Regions from separate parts of the Hordeum vulgare genome. Here all the other regions are linked to region 1. The links are chromatin contacts, called in public Hi-C maps. All regions are on one chromosome and are shown on one strand. The core of a region is the stretch at or near the end of the contact, and the rest is flanking DNA. Distances in the headings are between cores, read along the strand shown. Region 1 has its middle 64 kb from the start of LOC123442898. Region 2 has its middle 110 kb from the start of LOC123442899. Region 3 overlaps LOC123442897 (protein NDL1-like).

Region 1 (4,585 bases), core at 817-3,316:
GAGATCACGGACGTCACGAGGGTTTCCGGAATGGTCCGGAGACGAATATTGATATATAGGATGGCCTCATTTGGTTACCAGAAAGTTTTCGGGCAGTACCGGGAATGTACCGGGAGTGACGAATAGGTTCCGGATGTTCACCGGGGGGAGCCAGCCCACCCAGGGAAGCCCATAGGCCTTAGGGGTGCCGCACCAGCCCTTAGTGGGCTGGTTGGACAGCCCAAAAGGGCCCTATGCGCAGGAGATAAAAAATCAAAGAGAAAAGAAGAAAAAAAGATGTGGGAAGGAAGGGAAGGACTCCACCTTCCAATCCTAGTTGGACTAGGATTGGAGGTGGAATCCTCCACCTCCTTGGTCGGCGGACCCTTGGGGTCTTGGACCCCAAGGCAAGCCTCCCCACTCCTCCTCCTATATATAGTGAAGGTCTAGGGCTGATTTGAGACAACTTTGCCACGGCAGCCCGACCACAAAACATCACCGTTTTTCCTCTAGATCGTATTTCTGCGGAGCTCGGGCGGAGCCGTGCAGGAGTAGATCCTTCACCACCACCGGAGCGCCGTCACGCTGCCGGAGAACTCATCTACTTCTCCGTCTTGCTTGCTGGATCAAGAAGACCGAGATCATCGTCGAGCTGTACGTGTGCTGAACGCGGAGGTGTCGTCCGTTCGGCACTAGATCGAAGCGGATCGTGGGACGGATCGTGAGACGGTTCGTGGGACAGTTCGCGGGGCGGATCGAGCGACATGAGGACATTCCACTACATCAACGTGTTTCTTAACGCTTCCTGCTGTGCGATCTACAAGGGTACGTAGATCCAAATCTCCTCTCGTAGATGGACATCACCATGATAAGTCTTCGTGCGCGTAGGAAAAATTTTCTTTCCCATGCGATGTTCCCCAACAAGAAAGACTATAAGGGAGCCCCTTTGAAGAGAAGATTAGGATGCAACATTACAAAACAAAAAAGTTGACTTGCTATGTTGGTTAGGAAATATCTCACAAATGATGTATATCACTCATTGTGAGCATTATCTTCACAATCGTCCTAAAGTTGTGTTAGCGGCCCGATCCGTTTAAGCGGGAGCTTGCACGAGTATATGAGTTAGTTTTGTAAAACTTCTTGACCCTTTCGCCTAGTGTTGGGAAGGTCTTAGAAGGCTTTTTCTTCCAAGATATTCTTGGTTTTTCTTATCTTTTATCTTTCCTTCAATTTTTCTTCCTTTTTTCTTTTTTTCTTTTCATTTTTTGTACTTTACCATTTTTTAAACCAACATTTTCTATTTTTTAGATCCGTGAACAATTTTCATATATGTTAAATTGCTTCAAATTCATGAATATCTTTCTTATTCTATAAAATTTTCTGAATTCTTGAACACAACTAAAACTTGTTTGAATTTTCTGAACTCATGAATATGTTTCGAAACTACCAAAAAATTTAAAGTTCATAAACAATTTAAAAATCCACAAACAGTGTTAAAATTCTTGAACATGTTTTGAATTCCTGAATGTTTTCAAATAAATGAATATTTTTGGAATCAACAAACAATATTTCCAATTCACGAATAGTTTTCCAAATTCAGGGATATTTTTTAATTCATCAACAATTTCGAGAATTCATATAAAAATTCTAAATATTTTTTGAATTCTTGAACTATTTTTGGAATGCATGAACTTGTTTGGATATGTCGAAATGAATCATCATTTTTTTCAAATTCATAGTAACATTTTTCATTGTGGTGAACATTTTTTTACCCATTTCATACAGTAAAAACAGATGGAAAAAATCATGAAATGTTTTTGAAACAAAACGAAGCCCATAAAAAATTGAGTCTAAAAAAGGAAACCGATAATTGTTTTGTAAGAAAAAAAGAAACTCATAAATGATACTTCCTTTATAAATTAATATAAAAGTGTTTAGATAACTAAAATAGTGATCTAAACGCTCTTATTTACGGAGGGAGTACCTACGCTACGCTATAGTAACTAGCGATCCAACGTAATGAGCTGGCCCACCCGATGCTGGTACATGAGCGATTGCTCGGGACAAACATGGCCCAGCCCTTTATATTTAAGGCCCTAGAAAGAAAGATCAAATTAAGCAAGCTTGGGCCAGCATTGGGCCTGCCCACTCTAGTCTCGAGCTGCTTGTTTTCTCTTCCGGAATTGTTTCCTTTTTCCACGTTTTGAAATGAAAAACAGATTGATTTTCCGTCTGTTTTCATTTTTTTATAGACCCAGCTAAACCGCGGTCTTTCAATATGCTGCACCGGCGCGCCGGTCGAAACTTTTGGACGGCCGAGCGCGGGCCGCACGATCCACCAACCCCCACGCGTCCGCATCGTTGGATCTTCATGTAACATTTTTTTTTCTGATACAGCAAAATTCATCGCGATGCAGCAATTTTTTCAACGGTTGCAACAAAAAATAAATTTTGTAGCAAAAAAATATCTACGTGATCGTAGCAAAAAACGAAGCTGATGGTGCGTGGTAGCAAAAGTCAAAACGCCGGTTGTAACAAATATCTACGTGAACGTGTATGCAACTTTTTTAGTGAACGGTTGCAGCAAAAAATGATGCCGGTTGTAGTAAAAATTAACACGGTTGTAGCAAAAGTAAAAAACATCGATTGTAACGAAAAATTCGACGAACTGAAGTTGCAACCAAACGTATATGCAGCTTTTTACTGGAAAAATATAGCAAAGAAAAACCTTACAGCAAATATGATGCTGGTTGCAACAAATTTAGACGAAAAGTGTTGCATCCACTGAGCAACGAAGCGCGCGTGCGAAAAATGTTGCATGGCCCACGCGCGCGAGGGAGCGACCGACGCGCCGTAAGGAAACGTTTCCTTTCAATATTGGGTCCTATTTTATCACATCTAGATCTCACATCTAGATCTCACATCTAACAATGTCACATACAAGTATTCGCCACGTCACCTTATCATTATTCTTCTTTTTTAACTTATTGTTTGTTTGATTATATTTGTCAAAGAAAAAAAACAGAACAAATAAACTTTCCCGCACGTCCGTTGGGTGGGCTGGCCTATACGTCAAGCCACTACTATGATTTACTCGTATGGCACATCTGATCCCTAGCATTGAACAGTGCAGCCATGGATTTGTTCATTCTTGCATTGGTCACTATCTTCTTACCAGTACGTCTCTGATCGCTAGCTTTCAGTAGGTTACAAACGATATCTTTTCTTCTGCCTTTTGGTTTTTGCCCTTTTTCATCCTTACATTTTGTACATTAATTTTCAATAAAGATAAAGTTTGATCAAAACATGTACACGAATTTAAATAAGTATTTTCAAATTCGAAAAACGTTAATGAACACATTCTAATATACGGTGAACAATTTATTTTAAAATGTTCACAAATTTGAAAAAAAACTTCAAATTTGACACTGTTCACGGGCATTAAAAATGTTCATGGACTTCATTTTTCTTTTTAAAAAGTTCATGAATTTAAAATTCCCAAAAACAAATGGAGACAACTTTTAAAATGCAACTAGATTTTCTAAAATATGTTATGCAAAATTTAAAACATGGTGTTTCTAAAAATATGGGGTGCGGGTTGTGAGCCCATAATTGGCTTGGAACTGTGATAACAAAGACGAGCCGAGTTACGAGTCGAATACTGGACTTACGACCGGGACAACAACAACATATGATCTGAGTTGCGAGTCAAGCATGGACTTGCAATTAAGACAACTACGAAACAAATGAGCCAAGTTGCGAGTCGAGGATGGACTTGCGACGGGGACAAGAAAAAACTATGACCCTAGTTGCGAGTCGAGGTGTGGACTTGCAAGTGGAACAACAACAAACTATGGGCCCAGTTGTTATTCGAGCATGAACTTGCAATTAAAAAAAAGAAAACTATGAAACAAATTAGCACAGTTGTGAGTCAAGGATCGTTTTGCAACTAGGATGAAAGAAACCATGGTCTTAGTTGTGAGTCAAGGGTGAACTTACAACTGGGATGAAAAACAAAATACCTTCTAGTTGCGAGTTGAGGGTTGGCTTGCAACTATGAGAACTATGAGCCAAGATGTGATTCGAAGGTAGACTTGCAACTAGGACAACTAAGAAATTACAAGCCCAATTACGAGTCAAGGTCGACTTGCAACTGGGGCAACAACAAAACAATGGGCCCAATTTCGAGTCGAGGGTGAACTTGAACTGGGCTAAAAAACAAAACACATGCCCAGTTGCGACTCGAAGGTGGAATTGCAACTGGGACACTATGAAACTACGAGCTAGTTACAAGTCGATGGTGGACTTGCAACTCGGATGAAAGACAAATTCTAGGTCCACTTACGAGTCAAGGACTTGCAACTGAGATGACAATCAAACACATCCCAATTGCAAGTCGAGGGTGGGCTTGCAATTGGGACAACAACAAACTATGGGCGCAATTGCGAACCGAGGGTGGACTTGCCACTGGGATGAAAGCCAAAACACATGCCTAGTTACGAGCCAAAGGTGTACTTGCAACTGGAACACTACGAAAACTATGAGCTCAGTTGCGAGTCAAGGGTCGACTTATGACTCGGACAAGAATGGGGTTCATATGAGAACA
Region 2 (4,585 bases), core at 1,217-3,716, 330 kb after region 1:
CTCAGCAAATTGTGTGTGTTTTCAAAAATGAATTAGATATAAGATTTTTTGACTGTTCCCAAACTTACATGTCCGACCACGATAGCCCTTATGGGACGATGCTTTATCGGTTATTTTGGTAGATGCTAGCACAGAGCCTGCATTACTAGTGGCGAGAGAGCCGAGTCATTCTCTCGATACGGGGTCGTGCCTGGATGGACGACTATTGCTGTTTTCACAAACACCAGGCACACCGTTGTGTCCTCTCATGGATGATATTTGTTATGTACATCATGAGGGTTGTGTACGAATAAGGGGACTATTTGTTTAGTATCGTCACGGGAAATGTATTGTCCAGGTGCCTACCTCGGGTATGTAACATACCGCGAGTCGTGGCTTGATACGAAAGTTCCCTGAGTTTTATAGGTAAAGTGTGCAACCTGTGCAGAGTGTCAAACTATTTGAATAGTTGTGTCCACGATCAAGAATAGTTGGATGGTGCTTCTTAAACTATGTCCAAAGTTTTACAAACTTGGTGTGTGTGTGACAAAAGAGATACTTGAGCTAAGTCGGGTGACTTGAGAAGATGACTAAACTTGAGTTGCTCCAACTCTGTTCATATTGATATTTGTAACGTCAAGATGCGTGTTTACTCTTGATAGGTCATGACATTGCATTCAAAACTAGCTTTCGCAAAAGTACATACTTAGTGTTATACCATGCAATGTTTACTCTATTAGAAACATGGGTTGCTTGCGAGTACATTTCAAAGTACTCACTAGCTTGTCCCTAGCTATTTTATTGACGAGGCATGGAAGAGCAGGTCTATGATCAAGAACACCTCCGTGACGATCATGCGAATTAGGACGCTTTCTAGTGAGATGTGTGTAGGATTAAGGCAGATATCATGGGTTCACGCTATCATTGGAGATTACCATTGCCAGTTTATGTTTGATGTTTGGCCTTCATGGCCCTACCTATGTAAGAGACCATAATGGTCATAATTTGTGTAAGAGGATATGTAATGGATATAAGTCTCTTGTTATTCAGTTTATACGAGCATTGATACCGAGATCACTTTACACATGCATTCGGTAACTTCAAGTTATGAGTCAGGGTCCCCACATGCTCCTTACTTAACGTGCGGTTGTACGGGCGTATATGGCGTTTAGATGCAACAAATAAAAGATGGTAGCACAAGGTACATTCAAACCGGTCTGCATGTTTTATGTATAGGCATAATTCCATGTTACACGTAGATGGCGAAGTTTTTTTATCCCAAGCTCATATGCTCCATAATAAACAGTAAAATTTTAAAAATAGTAAAAGAGATCACATTTTTTTGACTTTTTTTAGTGATAAACATTGATTAATGTTTCAGTATTCTGCAAATTTTCGTGATGAAATAACATTCGTGGTGGTCTGGCCAATAAAAAAACAAAATCGATGCTTCAAAATGCTTCCAACAATAGTGTTTTTGAAACATCGATTTTGTTTTTTTGCCCGGTCCTATATGAATGTCATTTCATCAAAAAAAATTTCAGGTAGTTAGAAGTTTCATCAATGTTTATCACAAAACAAAATCAGACTTTTTTTTATTTTTTTACCAATTTTTAGACTTTACTGTTCATCAGGAAGCACGTGAGCTTGCGATCAAATACTCCTTGTCCGATGGCGAAAGTTCTCTTTTATCCCTGATGGCGACTTTTACCATTCCGATGTGTGTTTGCAATGTATTGAACGATGATGTTTTACTCTTTAATTATCAGTAGTAAATATGTGTGACTGCGTAGCGAGCAGAAATGCAACAACGAGCAAGGAAAGCGCGTCGGTGGACTCACGTAACCTTGTGAATGCTAATACCTATATTAATCACTGATGCATAAAACTGGCCTGCTTAGTAGTCTGGTCAAGAGCCCGAAGCATCGTTGTTAGAGACAAAACCCCATCACTAATCAGTCGACTCCACCACGGGAGGGAGGAAAAGCGAATACTGGTTGGTGGCCAGCCGCTATCGCGGTGTGATGATGTCTCCCCCGGGATACATTGGGCGCGGCACACATGAATACATGATCGATCGAGGTGGAGCGGCGTTACGTTTGTACTAGTCGCACATTTGGCGTTACCCGCTGAATTCCAGCGTCAGGGAGCCACTGCAAACTCATGATTCCTGGTACGGGTTGTGGATGGACACTGGAACCGGCCAAACGGATGGATTAGCGACATGTATGGGTAAGTAGCGGTTGTCATCCGCGCCGTACTTTTGTTTGGCGCAGGCGTTGCGTCGTTCGTTTGGTTCGGCCGGTGCCGCTGTGGTCGGCACAGCCGTTGGGGCGTGGCCACCGTCGTTTTCCGACGAGGTACGTGGGGTGCACGGTGAGCGCGTCAAAAGCGCCCAATCATGCGAAGACTAGTGCCCCTGTGCTCCCAGCTGCCCGGTGCCATGGCGTCGTGGCGCCGTCCGGCGGTTTGTGGTTGTGGCTGTGGCTAGGGCGGGCTTGACGACGCCGACATGCATGCACTGATGCGCCCAGGTGGCCCAACAGCGAGGAGCCGAGGACGTGGGCTGCTCCCAATAATTCGTACCATTTCCCTGACCACAGCTCGTGACTTCGTGAGCAAATTGCATCGCGGTGAGGAGCCATTCCCAATCCCATCCATTCCGTACTCTTATTTGGCGCGGCTTGCATCGTTGGTTTCGACCGCCCCTGCGCTGGCACTGCTCTGCCCACTGTGGTCAGCGGCCCTGGCCACCGTCGTTTTCCGTCGGCATCTGGCCTCCATTGTTTACCGGCGAGGCCTAGGGTCGTATGTAGGGTGCATAATCCGACGCCCTAAATTTATAGTCCGGAAACCAGCGCGTCCAAGATTTACAGGACCCAGAAAAATAAAATTTGCAAAGGATTGGGGAAAGGAAGAGAAAACGGGAGAGTATAAAAAATAATGAATACAGAAAAGAAGAGAGGAGGAAAAGAAAAAAAGAAATTATAATTAAATAAAAAAATAAAAAATTGATAAACTTAGATTTTTTTTTTGTAAAACTGAACGAAAACCGAACTAGATACGGTAAAACTAGACAAAACGTGGAAAAAAAATGCTAAAATCACATGTATCTAGTGGAAAAACCGTAATACTGAAACAAAAAAATTGAAATATCAGTTTCTAGAAAAACAAAGGAACAAAGCCTAGTGCTTGCTTTACTCACATAGGGCAGCCTCGCCTAGGTGAACATAATAATGGGCCAGCCCAGCACATATCGATTTTTGGTTTTCTTTCCAAATGTATTTTTTGTAAATCGTTTTTCGGTTTTTTTTTCTTTAGTTTTTTCAATTGTTTTGTACTTCCACACATTTTAAATATATATTATACAAGACACTTCACATCAAAGAATATAAAAATGTTAATAATGTCAAATGTGCGTAGAAAACTATTTCCCATGCATAGGAAAACGTATACAAGATTATAGAGTGGGTATAAAAAAGTTGATAACGTATTAAAAACGTGAATAAATAATTTAAATTTTTTTTACCAAATATTTTCAAAAAAATAATCAAGAATTAGTTCTTTCTAAAAATGTTATAGGAAAAATATTTCTCATATCTACGAAAACAATATACAAAAAATGTGCATGTGTATGAAGAAATGTTAAATGATTAATAAAATGTTAAATGTCTAGGAAAAATGGAAGCATAATTAAAATGTACAATTTATATTGAATTAAAAGGTCTTCAAAATATATATATTTATAAACAGTTAATTTGTAATTTAGAAATGACAAACAAGTAATAAAAATGTTCCTAGTGTAAATGAAATTTGATCATTGTGTGTGAAAAAATAATTGTTAAATATTTTAAAAAAATTCAAAACCAATATTTAAAAAAGATAATTTATATCATATATTTGAAAAATGTTTAACATGTGTCAACAAAAATGTTTCACGTGTATGTTAAAAACGTACATTCTATACTAAGAGAAGTAGACATGTGTTGAACAAAGAACTAACGGATAAAAATTGAGAAAAAATAAAGAAAATAAGAAAAACAACCAGAAAAGGAAACTGAACAAAACAGAGAAAAAACAAAGAAAAATGGTATGGAAAATAAAACCGAAGGAACCCAATGAAAAAACAGTGAAAACAACAAAAAATCACCAGGAAACAAAGGAAAATAAAGAAAATAAAACTAGAAACAATGAAAACCAAAAAAAGAATATAAACGAATAGAAAAAGTGAAAACCAAAGATAAACAAAGAAAATCCAATAATAATAAACAAATCAGTTAGAAAATAAACTGTGAAACCAGGAAAAGAAACAAAGGAGACCGGTAAAAACAGGAAAAAAGAAGCAAAAAACTGGAGAAGAAACCATAAACACCATAAAAAGGAAAAAGAAAAGGAAAGGAAAAACCCTGATAGAACCGGACCAGTCCACCCACGACCAACGCAGCAAAAGTAACAAAAAGAAAAAGAAGATCTAAAAAAAGTAACAAAAAGAACCCCGCAACTGCGACGACAGAATGGAACAATCGATGCTTCGTTCAGTTGTCTCATGATAGAATCCACCTGTGGTTTCTAACCTCCCAGGGAATTGATGATCCCGGTCCGTTAC
Region 3 (4,585 bases), core at 705-3,204, 290 kb before region 1:
GGTCATCTGCCATTCTGCCCCTATGACCTCTGGTTCTTACATGTTTGTCTTTCATGGCATCTGCTGTCTTACAGTTGGGAGCAGCTCCGATTCCATCGGATGTACCTGAGCTATCTGTTGATAATCTCGCGGATCAGGTCGCGGATGTTCTTGATTTCTTCGGGTAAAATATCTGATAATTGGCTTACTTTCTTGTTATCCTGTCGGTGCCTAAAGGAGTCCTCTGATGTTATTGTGGCATTGTTCTTGCAGTTTAGGGTCTGTGATGTGCATGGGTGTCACCGCCGGTGCCTACGTGCTTACCCTCTTTGCAGTAAGTGGTTGCACGATTAGTCCTTTAAAGCTTGCTATCTGATTTTGGCTAACGATTTGTTTTATATGTTATCCCAGGCAAAGTACAGGGAAAGGGTTCTTGGCCTGATGTTGGTTTCACCTCTATGCAAAGCCCCATCTTGGAGTGAGTGGTTGTATAACAAGGTAACAATTGACACTTCAGTTTCAGCCATGAATTTATCAGTGCCTTAGTACTTATTGGTGTATACTAACCTCATATTCTGGTCTTTCAGGTATTGCTAAACTTACTTTATTATTGTGGTACTAGTGGACTAGTGAACGAATGCCTCCTTCAGCGGTATTTTAGCACGGTATATTTCGTCCTCCATTAGCTTGTTCTGTTTACACCTTGTACAGGAAGTTCCACTGAACATCTTTTTTCTGCTACGTACAGGAAGTTCGTGGTAGTGGACAAGAACCTGAATCGGAAATTGTCCAGGCCTGTAGAAGTGTAAGTATTTTTCTCCCCTTTGCAGCTTTCTAGTGTTTTTTCTAGAATGTCAATTATCTCTACAGTTTCAATATCTGACTGAGGTCATGATTACCTTTTTATGCAGTTACTTGATCAGAGGCAGGGTGTTAATGTATGTCGATTCCTTAAAGCAATAAACGAGTGAGTAAACAATAACTTTGCTAGGCATTACCTGTAAATACCAAACAAATTTGGAGCTCAGCTCACCCAGTTCATCAACCTCCTCCATCTATCAGGAGGCATGACATAACTGAAGCACTGAAGAAGCTCCGGTGCCGGACGCTGATTTTCGTGGGAGAGAACTCACAGTTTCATGCCGACGCTGTCCACATGACCACGAAACTAGATCGGAGATACTGCGCCCTAGTCGAGGTACCACACATTTCAACAATCCATATGATCACTTGGACCTATACCCAGAGCAAGGCAGGTTCTGAGTAGTGTTTTTGTGGGCAAATCGCAGGTTCAGGCATGCGGGTCGCTGGTCACCGAGGAGCAGCCACACGCAATGCTGATCCCGATGGAGTACTTCTTGATGGGATACGGGCTCTACAGACCGTCCCAGCTCGAGAGCAGCCCCCGCAGCACCCTGAACCCGTTCTGCATATCGCCGGAGCTGCTGTCGCCCGAGAGCATGGGGGTGAAGCTGAAGCCCATCAAGACTCGGACCTCCCTCAATGTTTAAACAACATGTGGTGGGAGATGTTGGATGGCCTGACGATGCAGCTCGCAAAGGAGCAAAGATTGCTTTGGTCGAGCTGATCGGAGCACGGTCACCATCGCGAGACAAGTTTTGATACCTTCCGGTACCTTGGCACGCACGCACGCATGCATAGATTGATACGTTAATGGCAGCATTTGCTGTAGATTGCTGTAAGCCTGTAATCTACGTCGTCTGGGATAGGCAAGGGGAATAGGGTTGAGGTTGTAGTGGAGGAATACGGCTGTTTGTTTCTTTGTTGATATGCTTTGTAGTATCCCACATCACATGTGTATATGTCATCAGGTCATTTCACACAGGAAAGCAATATATAATATATATATGGTAAAGCAGAATCCTGTCTGTTGTCGAGTCTCTTGGCACAGGCTTTTGCCTTTGCTGAAAGTTTAGCCTGACTGGCTGTGATGTGCCCTGCTGGTGGCGAGCTATTGCTGTATGCGTCATGGATTGGGTGATCCATTGGTGGTTGGTTCGTTGTGTGTGGGTGAGTGGTGGTTCTACCATCGATGGCTCAGGCCCTCTCTCCCTGCTATGTCTTGGTTCCTTGTAGCTTTCCGCTGTACCAGCATTGGACACATGCAAAGCATTGTGTGTGCACGCCATTGTATGCCAAGCTCAAAGCTAACGTAAATGGAGCTCAGCCGCAGCACCAACGTCCTAGTTGGACACGTGCAAAGGGTTGTGTGTACTCTTTTTACTTCGCGTATTAGATTTCGGTCAAGTCAAACTTTACAAAGTTTGACCAACTTTATATTAAAAAATATCAGTATCTATAATACCAAATATATACATTATGAAACTACATTTCGTAAAGAATCTAACAATATTGATTTGGCATGGTGAATGTTCATAATCTTTTCTATAAGTTTAGTCAAAGTAGAGATACTTTGACTTCGGACAAAACTTATATGCAGGCTAAAAAGGACCGGAGGGAGTACCAGGCAACTTGGTGAAACAGAGAAGACCAACAAAACACTGTCAAATCGACAATTATGCAACAATTGAATTAGATTTGGAAGCATAATCTAATGGTACTAGGCATATACATGTATGACAGCTTTCTTTTTGTATGTAAACCGCCACCAAGATCAAGCCATCCTCGTCGTATGTTGATGAGAAGATCTCTTGCTTCATGGATCCGTGGCAGTTTTCTTCTTTGCCAATTGGTATTTCAACCCTTTCTTGTCATTGGCAGAGTCAATGGAGATTGTTGATCCTTGAACGGCTTCTCCGTTCATCAGCATCTTGGAGATAGTTGTCATTCTGTTCTTTTCTATCCACCTTTTTATGGGCCTTGCACCGTATAACTGTGGAAAGCCAAATAGTATTGGTTATCAATAACATGAGGAAAATGGCTTGTTATTTGAATAGACAAGCTAGACTGTATGACTACGTTGCAAAGGAAAAACACTTAGGCCTTGTTCGGTTGCAATGGATTTGGAGGGGATTGGAGTGGATTGGGGAGGATTAAATCCCCTATAAGTCAAAATCCATCTCAATCCCCTCCAATCCTCTCCAATCCCCTTGTGATGAGGATTAACTGAACAAGCCCTTACTGGATTGTGTGACTCTGACGAAATGACATCCAACATAGCATCACTTCGAACAAGAGATATGCCCTTGCCGGCTACTCTAGCAAATGCACTCTTCATTTGGATATTCACGATCTCTTTCAGTTGATGGTGTCAAAGCGGCTCAAAAATACTACAATCTCGCCTAATCTGTTGAGAAATTCAGGCTTAAAGTATTTTTGAACCTACACCAATAAATATATATCATAATGAATCAATGAGCAGCTGGTTATTAAATTCTATGTGGACTATTTGTGATTCACAAACCTGTTCAATGAGAAGGTTCCGCGAAGCAGCCGTTGTCTTTTCTCCAACCACTCATACTTTTAGGTGCTCTGCCCCAACATTTGAAGTCATAATAAGCAGGGGCGGAGCTGGAGCAAATGTTACCCGATGCATCACATTAAAAAGGCTTAAAAAGTTAAGCGACGAATGTATTGAATAAAGGTGTGTTTCATAAGTTGTAGCACACATGATTGGATATAACAAAAAGCAGTTTGTAAAAACAAAATGTAGCCATCAAAATGCTTACTATAATAATAAAACAATGATCAAAATTACTTGAAAAAGATCATGTTGTGTTTCCAAATTCTAATTATCGGACAACAAGGTTTAATAACCTACAAGGTACAAATAGAATTAAACTTACTAGTAAAACATTTTCTTCCAAATTAGGATGGTAACCTTCTATCAATTTTATCTTGCCCGGATCATTACTGATTTTTTTCTCTTCCCTATTTATATCTTCCGGAACATCCTCTGATGAGACTTTTCTTTCGAGTATAAACTTGTCCATAGTATCTGTATTTGACAAATTATAGATCACACCTGAGACATTCAGACTTGTATAGATAAATAAAATATACCCCGGTAAGTAGTTACAACCCAAGAAAATGCCACACCCATTTGTTATTTGTAATCCAGGGATGCACACACAACGTACAACAATACAGGAACGAAGATTCAAGACTAGAAAGGTGGCCAAATTACCGAGCTCCAGACCGACCGATGGCGTGCAACGTCGCTTGCGTGCGTGGTGTTGTGGCAAAATGGACAAATTTGACCTCTTTGCTGAATGAATTCACATACTGAACCTAGTTCAAAGAAATTTCATCGAGATGACCCTTTTGTGTGGCGTCCGACGCGTAGGCGCCACACTACACTGTGTGACGCCTAAGCCATCGGCGCCACACCCCGTCCACGCTGACACTGCATGGCCCACCCTCCGTTCGTGTGACGCCTAAACCTCAGGTGTTGCACATGCTGCAGTGTAACGCCAAGGGCTTAGGCACCACACATGCACTTAGGCCGCGGGCTGCATAACCTGAATGTAGCACTTGCCTCAAGAAGTCTGCAGTGCAGTGCAGAGGACAGGAGCACTGCAGCCTTGTAGGGACAGTCATGCATGGTGCACTGCAGCAGGAGCGCTGTGCAGCACTGTGGGGTTTGCATGTGAGGTTAGCATGTAATGATTTTGCATGTGAGGTT

The links. Hi-C and Micro-C count contacts between places; a contact is called where the count stands out from the background.
Region 2: a contact with region 1 is called in a Hi-C map of seedling, with 5 times the contacts expected there. The contact joins two enhancer-like sites. A contact is called at or near these places in 2 of 6 Hi-C or Micro-C datasets (leaf and seedling).
Region 3: a contact with region 1 is called in a Hi-C map of leaf, with 2.7 times the contacts expected there. The contact joins two enhancer-like sites. A contact is called at or near these places in 2 of 6 Hi-C or Micro-C datasets (leaf and seedling).

What each region holds. Positions count from the first base shown.
Region 1 is chr3H:45,122,010-45,126,594 of MorexV3_pseudomolecules_assembly, forward strand. No RefSeq gene overlaps it. Among protein-coding and RNA genes, the nearest start is that of LOC123442898, 64 kb to the left of the region's middle. Within about 2 kb of position 2,067, at least 3 of the 3 cell types and tissues checked have open chromatin away from gene starts, as enhancers often do. A contact at or near this core is called in leaf and seedling, where this site is marked.
Region 2 is chr3H:45,454,750-45,459,334 of MorexV3_pseudomolecules_assembly, forward strand. No RefSeq gene overlaps it. Among protein-coding and RNA genes, the nearest start is that of LOC123442899, 110 kb to the left of the region's middle. Within about 2 kb of position 2,467, at least 3 of the 3 cell types and tissues checked have open chromatin away from gene starts, as enhancers often do. A contact at or near this core is called in leaf and seedling, where this site is marked.
Region 3 is chr3H:44,830,172-44,834,756 of MorexV3_pseudomolecules_assembly, forward strand. LOC123442897 (protein NDL1-like) reads left to right here. Exons shown (of 11, transcript XM_045119077.1): 4 at 75-163; 5 at 253-313; 6 at 391-477; 7 at 567-644; 8 at 728-784; 9 at 891-946; 10 at 1,042-1,177; 11 at 1,269-1,858. The coding sequence ends at 1,490. Among protein-coding and RNA genes, the nearest start is that of LOC123442897, 3.4 kb to the left of the region's middle. Within about 2 kb of position 1,955, at least 2 of the 3 cell types and tissues checked have open chromatin away from gene starts, as enhancers often do. A contact at or near this core is called in leaf, where this site is marked.